Linked DNA regions of Mus musculus: region 1 is linked to region 2. Evidence: chromatin contacts called from public HiChIP or PLAC-seq data. All regions are on one chromosome and are shown on one strand. Each heading gives the region's core, a stretch centred on a gene start, on an enhancer-like site or on the middle of the called end of the contact. The rest is flanking DNA. Distances are from core to core; before and after follow the strand shown. Region 1 overlaps Oxr1 (oxidation resistance 1). Region 2 has its middle 61 kb from the start of Gm41312.

The links. HiChIP or PLAC-seq counts read pairs in DNA pulled down with a chosen protein or histone mark.
Region 1: a FOXA1 HiChIP or PLAC-seq map of pancreatic cancer cells shows a contact between it and region 2. The contact joins two enhancer-like sites. A contact is called at or near these places in 2 of 115 datasets of contacts at active chromatin or transcription factors (embryonic stem cells and pancreatic cancer cells).

The regions. Positions count from the first base shown.
Region 1 is chr15:41,667,710-41,675,081 of GRCm38.p6, forward strand. The region is part of intron 3 of Oxr1 (oxidation resistance 1); the gene reads left to right. Among named protein-coding and RNA genes, the nearest start is that of Abra, 200 kb to the right of the region's middle. Within about 2 kb of position 2,237, at least 3 of the 459 cell types and tissues checked have an H3K27ac peak or open chromatin away from gene starts, as enhancers often do. A contact at or near this core is called in pancreatic cancer cells, where this site is marked.
Region 2 is chr15:41,374,817-41,381,856 of GRCm38.p6, forward strand. No RefSeq gene overlaps it. Among named protein-coding and RNA genes, the nearest start is that of Gm41312, 61 kb to the left of the region's middle. Within about 2 kb of position 1,300, at least 6 of the 459 cell types and tissues checked have an H3K27ac peak or open chromatin away from gene starts, as enhancers often do. A contact at or near this core is called in pancreatic cancer cells, where this site is marked.

The sequences.
Region 1 (7,372 bases), core at 987-3,486, 290 kb after region 2:
TCTAGTCCCTCTGTGATTGGATAAATCATTATCCTTCCTGACATCTCCTTTGCCACTTAGGTGTTTGTAAGATGGTTTGTCTGATCTAATGCTTTTAAATTGATCACTAGTACCTGACACACAGTAAGCATGCGGTAGATATCAACTGAAAGGCAATGTGCCAAAAGCATTCTAATGTAAATAATGAGAAAGATGCAGCATGATCCCAGAGAGATGGAGATCATAAATCCAGAAGAACAACGACAAACTAGAGATGCAAAGGGGAAATGTTCTAGTTATGTGTTCTATGTACATGTACATAGAAACCAGTTCTAAGATATCCACTTTCAAATCCTGTAAACAATGACAACTAACATTTCTGAGTTAAAAAATATATGTGTTCTTGCCTTAGTTAGGATTTCCATCGCTGTGAACAGACATCATGACTGAGGCAACTCTTATAAGAGACAACATTTAATTGGGGCTGGCTTACAGGTTCAGATGTTCTGTCCATTATCATCATGGCAGGAAGCTGGCAGCATCCAGGCAGGCGTGTTGTTGGAAAAGGTACTGAAAGTTCTGCATCTTGAATCAAAGGTGGACAGGAAGAAGGCTTGTATTCCCAGCAGGAATAGGAGCATCTCAAAGCCCACCCCCATAGCAACACATTCTTCCAATAAAGCCACACCTACTCCACCAAGCCTATACTTCCTAAAAGTGCCACTCCTTGAGCCAAAAGCACATTTAAACAACTACACTTCTTTAATAAGCAAAATGAGCATCTCTGTGTACACAAAATGGAAAAAAAACACATAAATTAGCATGTAAGGAGTGGACCTTTGGAACTAACACATTGAATTTCAAAGCACCCCATTTGTTACAAATATTAGCAAAATCATGCATTAAGTACATGGAGGATAGCCCAGTAGGTGCAGTGCTAGTACACTGTTAGTAAAGAAAAACCTTACTTTACTCAAGTTCCATTTTATTACCTTTCTTCCTCGAGGGTTCCAGGATATGACAAGCAGCACTTAATTGACATGTGTCCTTGGTTTCTTCTTGGCTTTGAAAGTTCATGGTATCTTGTCATGTGTTTAATTCAGTTTAATAAAACACACAGCAACCACAGCAGAACAAGAAGCACAGACCAATACAGTTTCTACACCTACAGAATAAACTAATTTTCTTTGCTGTCAAAGGTACAAAGGTCTTGAAGGGTCATGATAATTGACCTCCTCCTTCTTCTTCTTCTTCTTTTTTTTTTTTTTATTCTTTATTAGGATCAGAATTCTAAATCCAAAAGCAGTACCTGCTTTACTCATTTTGGGCTCGATATCTGATTGTGCACATTCAATTCAAAGGTGTCTTGTGAGTCTGCTGTGTTCTCCTGGAGTTGAGCTGCTCTGACGATTTCTGGGATTTCATTTAGTGGGAACAGAATGTCAATAGGCTGAAATGAAGCTGAGAAGGATCCAACATGGAAGCTGTCTTTGTTATTTTCTTCCTGATCCATTAAGTTTCCCCGTTCTTACTCTCTACTGGCCACTTAGGAAATACATAAAACTGTATCATTCATAAGATTTAACCTTAGTGGGACTTCAGGACATCACAAAATTAGAGAATAACCTATTTTGTGAAAACTATGTGAAGAAGAGAACATATTGTTCATCAAATGTAAGAAAGGTATCATTACCTTTTCTTTAATCTCCATGAATGGTTCAAGTATTCCAGAAGAAGAAGAAAAGGTCTGGGAATAATAAAAACGTATCACCACTTAGAAATTTGCTGAGTGTATTAGAATTAGCTGTGTTAGTCACAAATTACACTGATCAAATTTGTTTATCATAAAACAAAGTGCAATAATGCATACAAAAGTCAGTACTAACCTTGGCCAGTAAATGTTAAACATGTTGTTGATATTACAGTTAAAGAATGCAAATGGAGAAAGGTCCACGGAGAAATAGTAGCTATTCAATAAGTCTACAATAATGAGTAGTGCTAGTTTAGGGGAAATGTGATTGACAACACTATTTGTATGCTCCATATTTATTTTGTCTTGAAAGGAAGCACAAAGTTTTGTGGATAAAGCTTAATATTTGGGGCAGTAGTAGCAGCATACTGGCTGGCCTTTCTCCAGACCCTCCCTCAGTGGTGTGTGGAGAAGGCAGGCATTTGCTGTGCCTACACACTGTACTACTTGAGCCCTGAAATGATAAATCGGAAAATTTGTATTGAACCTTCCCAGCTATCCTCTGAGACACAGAGAGAAACCTTTGCCCATATTGTGTAAGTCAGTCTTCTCTGGGAAAGGGCCCTTTGGAAGACAAAAACAGTAGCCCAGTGTTTAGGTTTCATTAAAATGTCAACATACCCCTCCAAAGACAAATTTCTGTATCTCGCCTGTGGTCTCTGTTCGGTTACCCATTAACCAGATACCAGGCTTCTTTGCTCAGTCATCTTAAATATTCAACAAACATGAAACTTAGTGTCATGTTAAAATGGTTACAATGAGTGTTGAACTGGGATGGCTCTAATTGACAGTCAAGCAAACATCTCTACAGTGAAACTAAGGAAGATCCGTAGAGACTCCACATTGCATTAGGTCCGAGAACAATCGAGATATACCCCAATATGGAGGTGGAACTCAGAAGGAATGAGAAGGAAAGAACCAAGGATAGAGAGAAAGCTGGGTAGGAGGGCAAAGAGGGAAAGATGGGCATGATAGCCTTTCCTTCCTCCTCATCAATAGCCTATGGATTTCTATCAAGGGGTATGAAGATCCAAGTATCTTAACTGTGATTGGATTTCCTGTGTGTACTTAAGAAAGAGTGATGTGTTAGTTGTATAGGGCAGAAAGAATCTGCATTGGCCTATAGGATACAGAGGTTCCAGGTGACCTGATCACGACTAATAATTCTTATTAATAAAAAGACATGGCCCAAATCAAACTACACTAAATCCATTCCTCTCTTTCATACATTGCTTTTAGTCCTGGGCATGATTGGATTCTAATACCTGCCTCTGCCAAATTAGGTCATTTTGTACCTTCCTAATCCTTATAACCTCTTAGAGCCTCGAACCATTGGTTTTACCATTTGTAACTGATGGACATGTTTTTGGATCCAAGTGAAATCATTTTGAGCATTGACTTTTTTTTAATTAGGTATTTTCTTCATTTACATTTCCAGTGCTATCCCAAAAGTCCCCCATATCCTCCCCTCCCCCACTCCCCTCCCCTTCCCCCCACTCTCACTTCTTGGCCCTGGCGTTCCTCTATACTGAGGCATATAAAGTTTGCATGACCAATGGGCCTCTCTTTCCTCTGTTGGCCGACTAGGCCATCTTCTGATACATATGCAGCTAGAGTCACGAGCTCTGGAGGGTACTTGACTTTTATAGGCTTAGATTTACCTAAACCTACTTTATTTAGGGTTCTTGAATGCTTCAACCTCCCTTCTAACCCATTGACTAGAGGCTGGGGAGAACAAAGGTTAATAAGAAAAGGGCTTGTGGACCTGATTAAAAGTAGTTCGTTGGGAAGATTCCACTATTTGTTTTCAGGATTCCAGCCGTCCAATTCAACAGGAAACACCAAACACTAATCAATAGCAGTGGCTTGATCCAGCAGAAACTACAAGGCTCTGTTGAATTGACAGTCAACAGAAGTGGAAAGACTCAGCTGAAATAATGCAAGAAACTTTTTTCACCCATTTTCTTCTATGAAGTGAAGACCATCAAAGACCAGTGAAGGAGCAAGACGAGCAAACCATTGTGCAAGTGAAGTATTGCACAGTAGTGAAGCATTGCATGGCCAGCGAAGATCAGCAAAGACCAGTGATGTATTGCATGGTATCACAATGCAAAAGGGACTTCTCACTGTTTACAGGGTTCCATTTATACTCTTTCCAAATGTCACACACCCTCTCAAGCATCTGCTTCAACAAAACATCAAATGCCTTCTCATATGTTTGCTTCAGTAAAACATCCTCTCCAGACAGTTTCTGGAAAACCATCAGGTGACACAACTGAGTTTCCAGAGAAACCAAAACTTCCCACTTGAGATTTTTTAACACAGTACTTCTAAGCAAATACCAAAATAGCATTTTGTTTTGAAAAACATGGTCAGCTAGTTAAGCCATCCCTTTCTGCCATGTCTGCTACTATTTTGTTGAATTCTGCTGTTCTGAAACTCAGGTTTTGTGTCCAAAATATTCAAAATCTTTCTTTAGTGGCTGAGTCCTTGGTTTTACTTTCAGAGACCCAGACAGTTGTGAGAAGCTCAGCAATGTGAATGACACAATGCCAGGTGCTTTGAATACAATAAGACAAAGCCAAGGTTGATCCATTGGGAGCAGGTTCTCGATTAGCTGGACCCAACTAGTAGTGCAGTTTTTAGCAAGTAGTGTGCTTAAAAAGTCAACTGTGACATTACCAGGGTTTCAAGTCTTCATTTTACAAGTCAAGTTCTGAGGGATCTGTGGGCTTGTCCAATGTCACCTAGCTTGTATGTTTTAAAGCAAGGATCTAAGTTCATATTTAAAGACAGACCCCCATCTTCTTTCAGTTAAATTTCCTTTTTTCCACAGTACATGCTCTATCCCCTAGTAGCAATTCATTATGTGTGATCATGCCTGTCTCAGCTCTGTGTGAATTACAAAGTGCTAGACAACTGTTATGATTGCTACAGTGGATAGAAGGGGGATGTCATTTATGGTTCCTAAGGGACAATCAATGAATAACTGATGAGCTCAGTTGTGGGCCTAATCCTGTTCACATGCAACTTAGCTTCTCATGTGTATATTTGAAATGTCTCTTTATAATTAGTATATTGCTCCCATGGAAGCATTAATCATGCCATTTCTGTATTTTAAATCAAGGCAGAGCACCACGTGTGCCTGAAAACTCTGTATGGTTCAGCTTGGGAAGTATGTGAGTAGGGATGTATGTGTGTGTGTGTGTGTGTGTGTGTGTGTGTGTGTGTGTGTGTACATAGTCTCTATTAAAAACATAGTCTCTATTAAAACCAAGGAGAACTTATATAGTTTGTGTGTTTTACACTCTAAATTCCAAATCTATACATTTACAGTTGTATCTAAGAGATCATGATTAACCTCTCTGGACTGCTCTTCGATGGCTCCCAGAACGACTTATTAAGAATGAGTCATGACAAGTCCCTTTGCTGCTTTTAAAACAAAGACTTTAGGATTTGAAAAATATATAAAGATCTTGATTGCAGCAGAATGTTCTCACACTTTTCTTAGGACCGTCAGTTAAAAAGAGAGGAAAATGCACCTAAAACAAGACTCCTAGTTTGAGAGGAGTTAAGATCAGATGGAGCTTGTCCCCCGACCTTCTGAGATCATTTCTTGTTCTTTCTAGTTCTTCTGAGTTAGTGTTCAGCTAGGACCATGTGTTAGTTAAGAGCTGCGAAGAAGAGGCAAATACCTGGGCTATACAGTCAGATAATTCATGCTTTATACTCTAGGTGTGGCCCAATGAGATGATTCAAAAATACTTGCCATATAAACATGACCATCTACGTTCAATCCCTGGACCCACACTAGAAAGAGAGAACCCATTGCTAAAAACAGGTCGCCCCTTACCTCCACATATGTGGATAAAAACATGCTCTGTCCACCGCAATAATAGTAACTTAAAATTTAAAATTTAGAAGTGGAATGCAAGATTTCTTTTTCCTATAACACAATGTTAGGATTTGTGTGTGTGTGTGTGTGTGTGTGTGTGTGATTTCAAAGTTTGAAGTTCTTTGAACTTCAGTTTCTATATTATTGAGCAGATGATGTCATTGCATCTTCAAAAATTAAATGTGAAAAAGCATACCTTTAAATAACTATATACTTTATAATATGTTAAATGTTTAACTACTAAGACATAGATAGTATTCTATTAGAAATCAGTAAGTGTGGATATCTGAATAGATGGCTGAGTAGTTAAAAATATTGGCTGCTCTATCAGAGGACTCTGGTTTAACTTCAAGTATCCACATGGTTACTCCCAACAATAATTCATGTTCTAACTTACTTACAGGCATGTCAAACATATAGTAAGTGATAAATAAATGAAAATGAATAACTGATATGTTACCATGAAACAAAATTTATCAGGACAAGCCTGGAACTGTTGTTATATTGAAGGACCTGAGACAGATAGATCACAGCCAGCTATGTGCCTCTACCAAGAATTACAGACTCTTGATATATATTCTTCCTAGTTGTTCTCAGGAAGTATAAGGTAATTTCATTCTCTCTCTCTCTCTCTCTCTCTCTCTCTCTCTCTCTCTCTCTCTCTCTCTCTCTCTCTCTCTCTCTCTCGGTTTTTCGAGACAGGGTTTCTCTGTATAGCCCTGGCTGTCCTGGAACTCACTTTGTAGACCAGGCTGGCCTCAAACTCAGAGATCTGTCTGCCTCTGCCTCCCAAGAGCTGGGATTAAAGGTGTGCGCCACCAAGCCTGGCTGGTAATTTCATCCTTATTATCTAGAAAAAGAAGTCCAATAGTAAAGAAATCAAGGAATTAGGGCTGCAGAGATGGCTCAGTGGTTCAGCCTATATATTCTTGCAAGGGGACTTGGGTTCCATTCCTCCTAGCATGACAACTCTCTATGACTCTTGTTCCAGGTGCTGTTACACCTTCTTCTGTTGGCAACTGACAGGCACATGATGCACATACATAAATGTAGGCAAAACTCTCATACACATAAAAATAAAATAAACACATGTAAATATTTTTAATAAAAAAGGACTATAGGAGGGTTTTGAGGAATGACAGGAAAGGGGGGAAATGATTAAATTATTATCTTAAAAATAAAAATACTAAAAAACTAAACTGGAGAAATTGAGCTCATTTAAAATAGTGCTCGCAAATAGCAAAGCCAGCTTTAGTCTCCCTCCTGAGGTTGTGGTTTCAGTTTGCCTACATGCTCGGACACTCAAGCCCCTTACAGAAGTAGGCTGTGGGATTTGTACGCTATATTTTTCATCCTGAGGAAGAAAGTGGCGTTTTCAGTACAGACACAGTTTCTAACTTTTGTTTTCCACATATGCCTATGGTATGCAGGAACAAACATTTGCATGCAGATTCATGTGCGTGCAAATGGAAGGAGACAAAGAGTGACTTTGGGAGCCTTCTCAGTAGATGTCTGCCATGTTCATGTAGAGCTTTCCCTTGTGGCAAGTCTAGCTACTGCCCAGGTATCCCCAGGTATTCCAGCTCTGTTTTCCACGATGAAATTAGAAGTGGGCTGCCTTACTTACTCAGCATTTACAGTAGGTTCTGAATATCCAAAAATGTTCTTATGCTTTCACCACAAGCACATGACCCACTGAGCCATCTTCCTGGACCCTTGAAAATTAGTTGAAAACTAATTTTAACTCA
Region 2 (7,040 bases), core at 50-2,549:
GGCTGCTGCATCATTCTGCACTCCCAGCAACAGTGAATAAGTAATCCCATTTCCTCACATCCTCCACAGCATGTGCTGTCATTTGTGATGATAGCCATTCTGACAGAGGTGAGAGAGAATCTTAAAGTAGCTTTAATTTGCATCCCCCTGATAGCTAGGCATGTTTAACACTTTCTAAAATGTCTTAGTCAGTTGTCTTTCTGCTTTTGAGAATTCTCTGTTTTTATAAATTTTCATACCAGTTAGAAACAGACCAGACACACTCAATGGGGATTCTAAAAGAGATCATATCACATCTAACTTATTTTTCACTGTATCTCTATAGTTGAACACAAGCATAAAACATGACATGAATAACATAGTAATCGATATCTGAAGACATGTGGTTTTTAAACAAGTGCATGGTTGTAATAATACTTGTCCTAGTTTCTCAGGCTTAGGTGACACTATTGTACTTCCAACTAATCTCCTACCCTCATTATGTGTTTCTTCCATGCCACTGAGGTGAGAATGGATGGAAGGTGAAAAATATAAAAAGTAAATTAAATCAAGTAAAGTGGTAGGAAGTGTTGCCTAGAAACCGTGTTGTGGGGAGGGAGGAAAATGAAGATTGTGTCCTATTGAAGCATCAAGTCAAAAAAGCCAATTCTAGAACAAAGGGTAGAAGATTCAGAATAGCAGGAAACAGGGGAACATCTAAATGGCTAATAGTGGACTGGGGGCTCAAATATGTGTTTGCAAAGTTATATAGCGGTGACACTTCGAGAGGAGACTAAAAAAGAAACATCCTGGAGACCAGAGAGATGGCAAAATGATTTACTAACCAGAGTGAATGAATTGTACCATTACAGAACTAGAGATTCTTTGATACCTTCAGGTTGACTCTAGAGCACTGAGCATTCCAGTTAGTATGCAGAAGTGCTATGTTGCAAAATTATTCAGCAGATTTCATGAGCAATGGAGATGTGTAGTTTCTCTGTTTGTAAGAGAATTCTTGCTCTAAGGGAATGAGATGGAAAAATAACTCAACAAGGTCAATAAGAAGGAACTTAAAATGATACAGAGTCAATAAAGTTCGCCATGGATTCTGTTGAGATGTGGTTACTCACGCAGTTGGATGTGTTGCTCACCGAGTCTTAGATGAAGACTCAAAGTGCTAAGTGTACAGCTATAGGCACTAAACACACATTTTCAAAGTTGAGAATATTTAAATGTCAAGGAGTTTGGCACTGGGACATCTGGAGCTGACACTGTTAGCCGTGAATCTACATCCTGGTTGTAAGACATTAACCACTGTTTACAACTCAGTGACTCATTTATCCTTTTCAGCACTGGTAGGAATTAATCATCATGCATACTGCCCAGAGAGTTTAGAAACAAATGAGCGGTCTCCATCTTATCTTGTACATGTGATCAGATCTTAATTACTACCAAGGACAGTGACATAAAACTGTTAATCCCCACAGTCAGCACCTTAGAGGCTGAAGGACTGCTATCCTGTCAGTACTGCAGGAAGTATGACAGGAGGGATGATAAAGGGATAGGAATGGAGGGGAAAGGAGAGATTACATAAATAAATAGATAGATAATTAAATTAGTTAACTAATTAGATTTTAACAACACCCAAATCAACATTAAATGGTGATCACATAATAATTAAAATAAATACTCAGATTCTACTCTGTTCTATTCGGCCAAACCTGTCTTTATCCCAAAGTCTGGTTGTTATTAGTTGTACCTAATATTATTCATTAACCTCTTTTATATTATTTATTTTATATTACTTTATGTACTTCCCTTATAGAACAATCAATATGTCAAATACCTTATAGTACCTTGTCTGAGATTCTTTTTTGTAAAAATGTCTCCAGTGAATTTTAGCAGATAGCTGTCAAGCTGATGTTGCAAATTCTGTCTAAAAATGGACCTTTCAGAGCCATCACAGTGCCTCAGTGAGTGCAACAACCTGCTGTCTCCAGCAAGAAATGTCAAGGAAAGGAGTCAGGGCCAGATGCTGGAACAGGATGTTACAGGAATGCAAAGTGAACATTCTAGAAGGTTCTCTCTTTGCTCATTAAATGGGTCTCACAAAGATTACTTCCGCTTTATTGTTGTTAGTTTTTTTCAGTAACAAAAGAATAATCACTTGAGAGATGTTTTAAAGAATTCGTATTTAAACCTGTTCTCCAATTGTACTGAAACTCAAACAGGAGCCATAGCTCCTCTTTGGTGGATAAAGAGTAGAATGTTTCTGTCTTCAAGTAATATTCAACATGGTCTTTCTTCCTAGAGTGATAAACAACTTTTAGCATTTCAAAGTTCTTAAAACATTCTATGGTAAAGTGATTGATCCCTGTTCTCTCTCCTAGACTTTCACAGATGTGTTTGGCCAGAGAATACTTGCACTGTTTACAATTGACTCTGACTATATTTTCTGGATCTCTCTATCAGTGAAGCATGATACATGAAGAATACAAAAGAAAAAAAAAAAAGAATATAATATAACACAAGCAAGCCAGAAATCTGGTACACAGAATTTGTTAGGCCAACAAGGATCAAAGAGACTCAAATTCCAGATGATAATCCAAATGTCTGAGTCATTTTAGGCAAAGTATCTGTCTACTAAAAAATAAAAATCTGAAACACACACACTATGAAACATATGTAGATAAGCTAGGTCAGAATTCACAGTGGGAGTCTTATCACTAAGCCCTGGGTTATAGTAAAAGTTAGGACAATTATCTGAGCACCCTTTTCAAAAGATGACATGGTCTGAAGACATGATTTGGTGATCAAGATTGGGCAATGCTCTTGCTGAGGACCCAAGTCCAATTCCAAGCACCCATGTTTATTATCCTACCATTATCTGTAGTTTCAGTTCCAGGAGATCTAACACCTCTGGTCTCTGTGAGCATCAGTACCCACTTGCACATACCACACATAGTTATGTGCATATGCACATAATTAAAATAGAATGAACATTTTAAAAGTTACATATGAATGGACTAGGAGAATAACTTTCTGGTTAAGCATGGGAACTTAAGTTTGATCTCTTGTACCCATGTAAAAAAGCCAGGAAAAATGATAACGCTTACAAAAAGGACATAGAAGGATCCCTGGCTAGCTAGCTAACCCAGCTGCTCTGACAAGCTTAAAAAAGTACAGTGAGACTAGAGTGATGGCTCAGTAGTTAAGAGCACTGGCTGCTCTTCCAGAGGTCATAACAGCTACACTATGCTTCACACCTGTTTGATGATCTCTTCTAGCCCTTATGGGCACCAGGCATTCATGTGATGGACAGATAGGCAAAACATCCATGCATATACTAAAGAAAGAAAGATAGAGCAAGAATGAGTGAGAGAGAGAGATGTGGATTCCACATTGTGAAGCAAAGCATATGAAGTTGTCCTTGGTACAACACACATGTCCACCTACATACACACAGGAACACAAACATACACACATGTACACACACACTCATGGACACATACACATGCAGACATACATGCAGACACACACACACACACACCACAATATATGCTGAGTTCCGATATAATTAGTGCTGATATGTCACCAACTTATGGAGCCTAGGGTTAGAATAACAATATGAACTCAATATTTTAAAAAATCCTTTTCTAGCTCAAAAGGAATTGAAAGCACACATTACTTTAAGTAGACGAATGTATGTTTAACTCTTAGCTTCTTTTCTGTCCTTTACACTGAGATAGCTTGACTGTTTCATACAGCTACAATCCTCAGACAACAGGATTTAAGAATAATCCTGATCAATACTCCAATGTTCATTAGTGAGAATAATATGAAGGTAAGTCTGTTCAGACAGGCATTCCATCCTGATCTATGAACTGGATCACCACCTTTCCCTTAATGTCTTACACCCCACCCTGCCTCTCTGCTAATGCTGTAATATCTCTAGTCTGTGTGTTGATTCCAAACCTCTTTCAGGCAAGTGGATAGACGTACGCCACCATCTCTGAACCAAAGAACAAGCAGTGGCTTCTTTGTAGGGGCTATCCTGAGAAGTTAGGGTTGCCAACAGGGGGAAATTAGAGCAGAGCCAGCTGCAAGGCTGGTCTGATGCTGGTCCGCTGAAACACCAAGTTAGAATCCTCCAACCATAACACATCGAGCAAGGATCTCCTCAAAGCTAGATAGTCCAAGTTAAGAAGCAGATCTACTTTCTCTTTCTTTCTAGAAGTCAGCCTAAAGAGTTTTCCCTGCCTGTCTCGGCTATGAGAAAGGGCAAAAATGAGTAGAGGGATCCAGGATTTCAATTACTAATGACCAGCTCCACAGAGTCAGGCCACTGTAACACAATGGAAGCAAGTTTTCCTTTTAAGATATTTTGAATTTCTGTAGCAATTCTCATTATTTTCAGATGTGTCGTATAAGAACTTTAACCACCTGCTGTAGCTCTCTACTTCATCAATAATCAACATTTGTTAGTAGCTCATTGCATGGGCTCTGCTTGAAGCCATTTCAAAGATAGAATGCCTGTCCAGAAGATGTACTACTGGGACCTACATTTCTAACAAAATGAAATGCAAAATCTGCTGGGCCATTCGCTTGCTGATCTTCAACCGAGGCCTTGATTTATGTGTCCAAACTTATTCCATGTCAGGATTTGTAAAGATCTGTGCTCTACCTTCTATCGTTGTCTGGATTATACAATAAGCCATTAGCCATTTTTCTTTTTTAGAATCGTTAAATTTTACAGATATGCCTATAGAAAATTCTCCAGAGCCATCTAATTTAGACTTTTACAGTGTTTTCTGATAAAGTTCTAATTTTAAAACTTGTCTTGGAAATTTATGCTTAACAGAAATAAGAAAGTTTTTAAATTTTTTTGAGTCTGAGTACGAACCTGGCCTATAAATTGGAGGAATAAAAAGAGGCTGCAAACAGTGGTGGTGGTGGCGGAGTCATCAAGCTGCCACACTCTGTATGTGTTCCTACTTGCTGAGGATGATCGTATATTATGCTGAGGGTAACACTTCAGCTTCTTCCTGTGAACATGATCTGCCAAAAGTGCTACCAAAAAAGAATACTGTTCTAGAGGAACCCAAAGTTTATGTGAAAAATTTAACCTACTTATAATTTTAGTTGTTCGCATGCGGTTTGTTGAAGAACAATTACTTCATTGTACTTTAAGCAGTCCAGTGCCTTTGGGTGGCATGCAGTGCTGAGCTCTGATGTGCTTAGCTTGAATTTCAATGTTCTTTTTTCTGTGACATTCACGGGGACATCCCTGCTCTTCGGGGATTAAAATTTCAGTCCCAAAACTTAGACCAACACCCAGGCAACCAAATAACCAACTCTTTCAAAGGGCCCATTTCTTACCCATTCTGCAGATGCAGGCACAGTAGTTTCCCCTTCTCCCATGGACAGATCATATTTTACTACTTTAACAATCTGATGGACTCAAATGGAATCTGAAAAAAAGTTGTCTTGGTCATGCCTCCTTGGGTCACATTTTGCTAATACGGAACTTTAATTATAACTAGAAACAAATAACTAAGACAAAGTACACATTCGAGATTGAAGGGATTGAATAGACTTCCTAAATTTAGGAAAGCAAAGACATATTAAAATAGCCTACTCTGTAGTAGTTTATGCATCCAGTATACATTTCTTATACACAATCCCTGAACTAGTCCACGCAGCTTGTTAAGATACAACAGTAAATACAGCAAGTAAAGATACAGCTAGTAAATACAGCGAGTACGCTATTCTCCTTCATGCTGCTCACGCCTGACTAAGACCCTCCACGTGTCTTCTAACACATCCATTCACATGGGCAATTCAGTTAGTAAACTCTACTTCCTCATTTTCTTTCTGTTTATAACTATGGTAAAATGAAGCCCTTGAATTAGATGGCATCAACGATTTCTGTAGTACGAGAGAAATTAAGTCTGTCAGAGATGGCTGATCTAATGGGGTCTTCCCCAAGTACCTTTCAATTCAACAAAAGCAACTGTAACTTTCATTTAGCTATATCAATAGTGAAATTATTTTTATTAACTTAAAATATTTTATGGCTTTTTGATAATTTCTTACATTATTTAGTTATTTTTACCCTCCCTCCCCTAGCTCTTCGCAGATCTACTTCCTTTTTTCTCTCACCACTCAAATCTGTGTCTTTCTGTGTGCCTTCAAGGCCAGTGCGTGGTGCCCAAACATTCTTGGGTATGTGGTCTTCTACCAGGTTGTTGTCACATACCATGGCTATGTTCTTAGGAAAACTGATCTTCTCTATCCTAGCAGCTAAAAGCTGCCCATAGCTCTTTGCCTAGTGGTGGAACTTATATCCGACTCCCCTTTCAATGTTGGCATACGGTCTTTCTTGGGCCTGCATAATTCTTTTGCATGTTATCAAAAGTGTTGTGAATTCATATGTACAGATACTCTGCTGGATACAGAAAACTCAGTTTCCTTCTAGTCATCTTTTACCTCTGGCTCTCACAATCTTTTTGTTCCCTATTCTATACTGGCTTCTAAACCTTGGAAGGTGACAGTCTCCTGTGAGGCTTTGCCACTGCCCAGCAAATACAGAGGTCCCCAATGAAGGAGCCAGAGAAATACCCAGGGAGCTGAAGGGGACTGAAGTCCCATAGAAGGAAATCAATATGAACTAAAAAGTACCCCCAGAGCTCTTTAGAACTATACCACCAATCAAAGAAAACACATGGTGGAACTTGTGGCTCTAGCTATATATGTAGCAGAGGATGGCCTAGTCGGTCATCAATGGGAAAAGAGACCCTTGGTCCTGTGAAGGCTGTATGCCCCAGTATAGGGGAATGCCAGGACCAGGAATGGGAGTGGGTGGGTTGGGGAACAGGGGGAGGAGAGAGGGGATAGGGGATTTTCAGAGGGAAAACTAGGAAGGGGGATAACATTTGAAATGTAAAGAAAGAAAATATCTAATTAAAAAAAATAAAAACCTACAAACAAACCAAAAACAAACAAACAAAAAAAAATGGGATACAGAGCTAAACAAAGAATTTTCAACTGAGGAATACCAA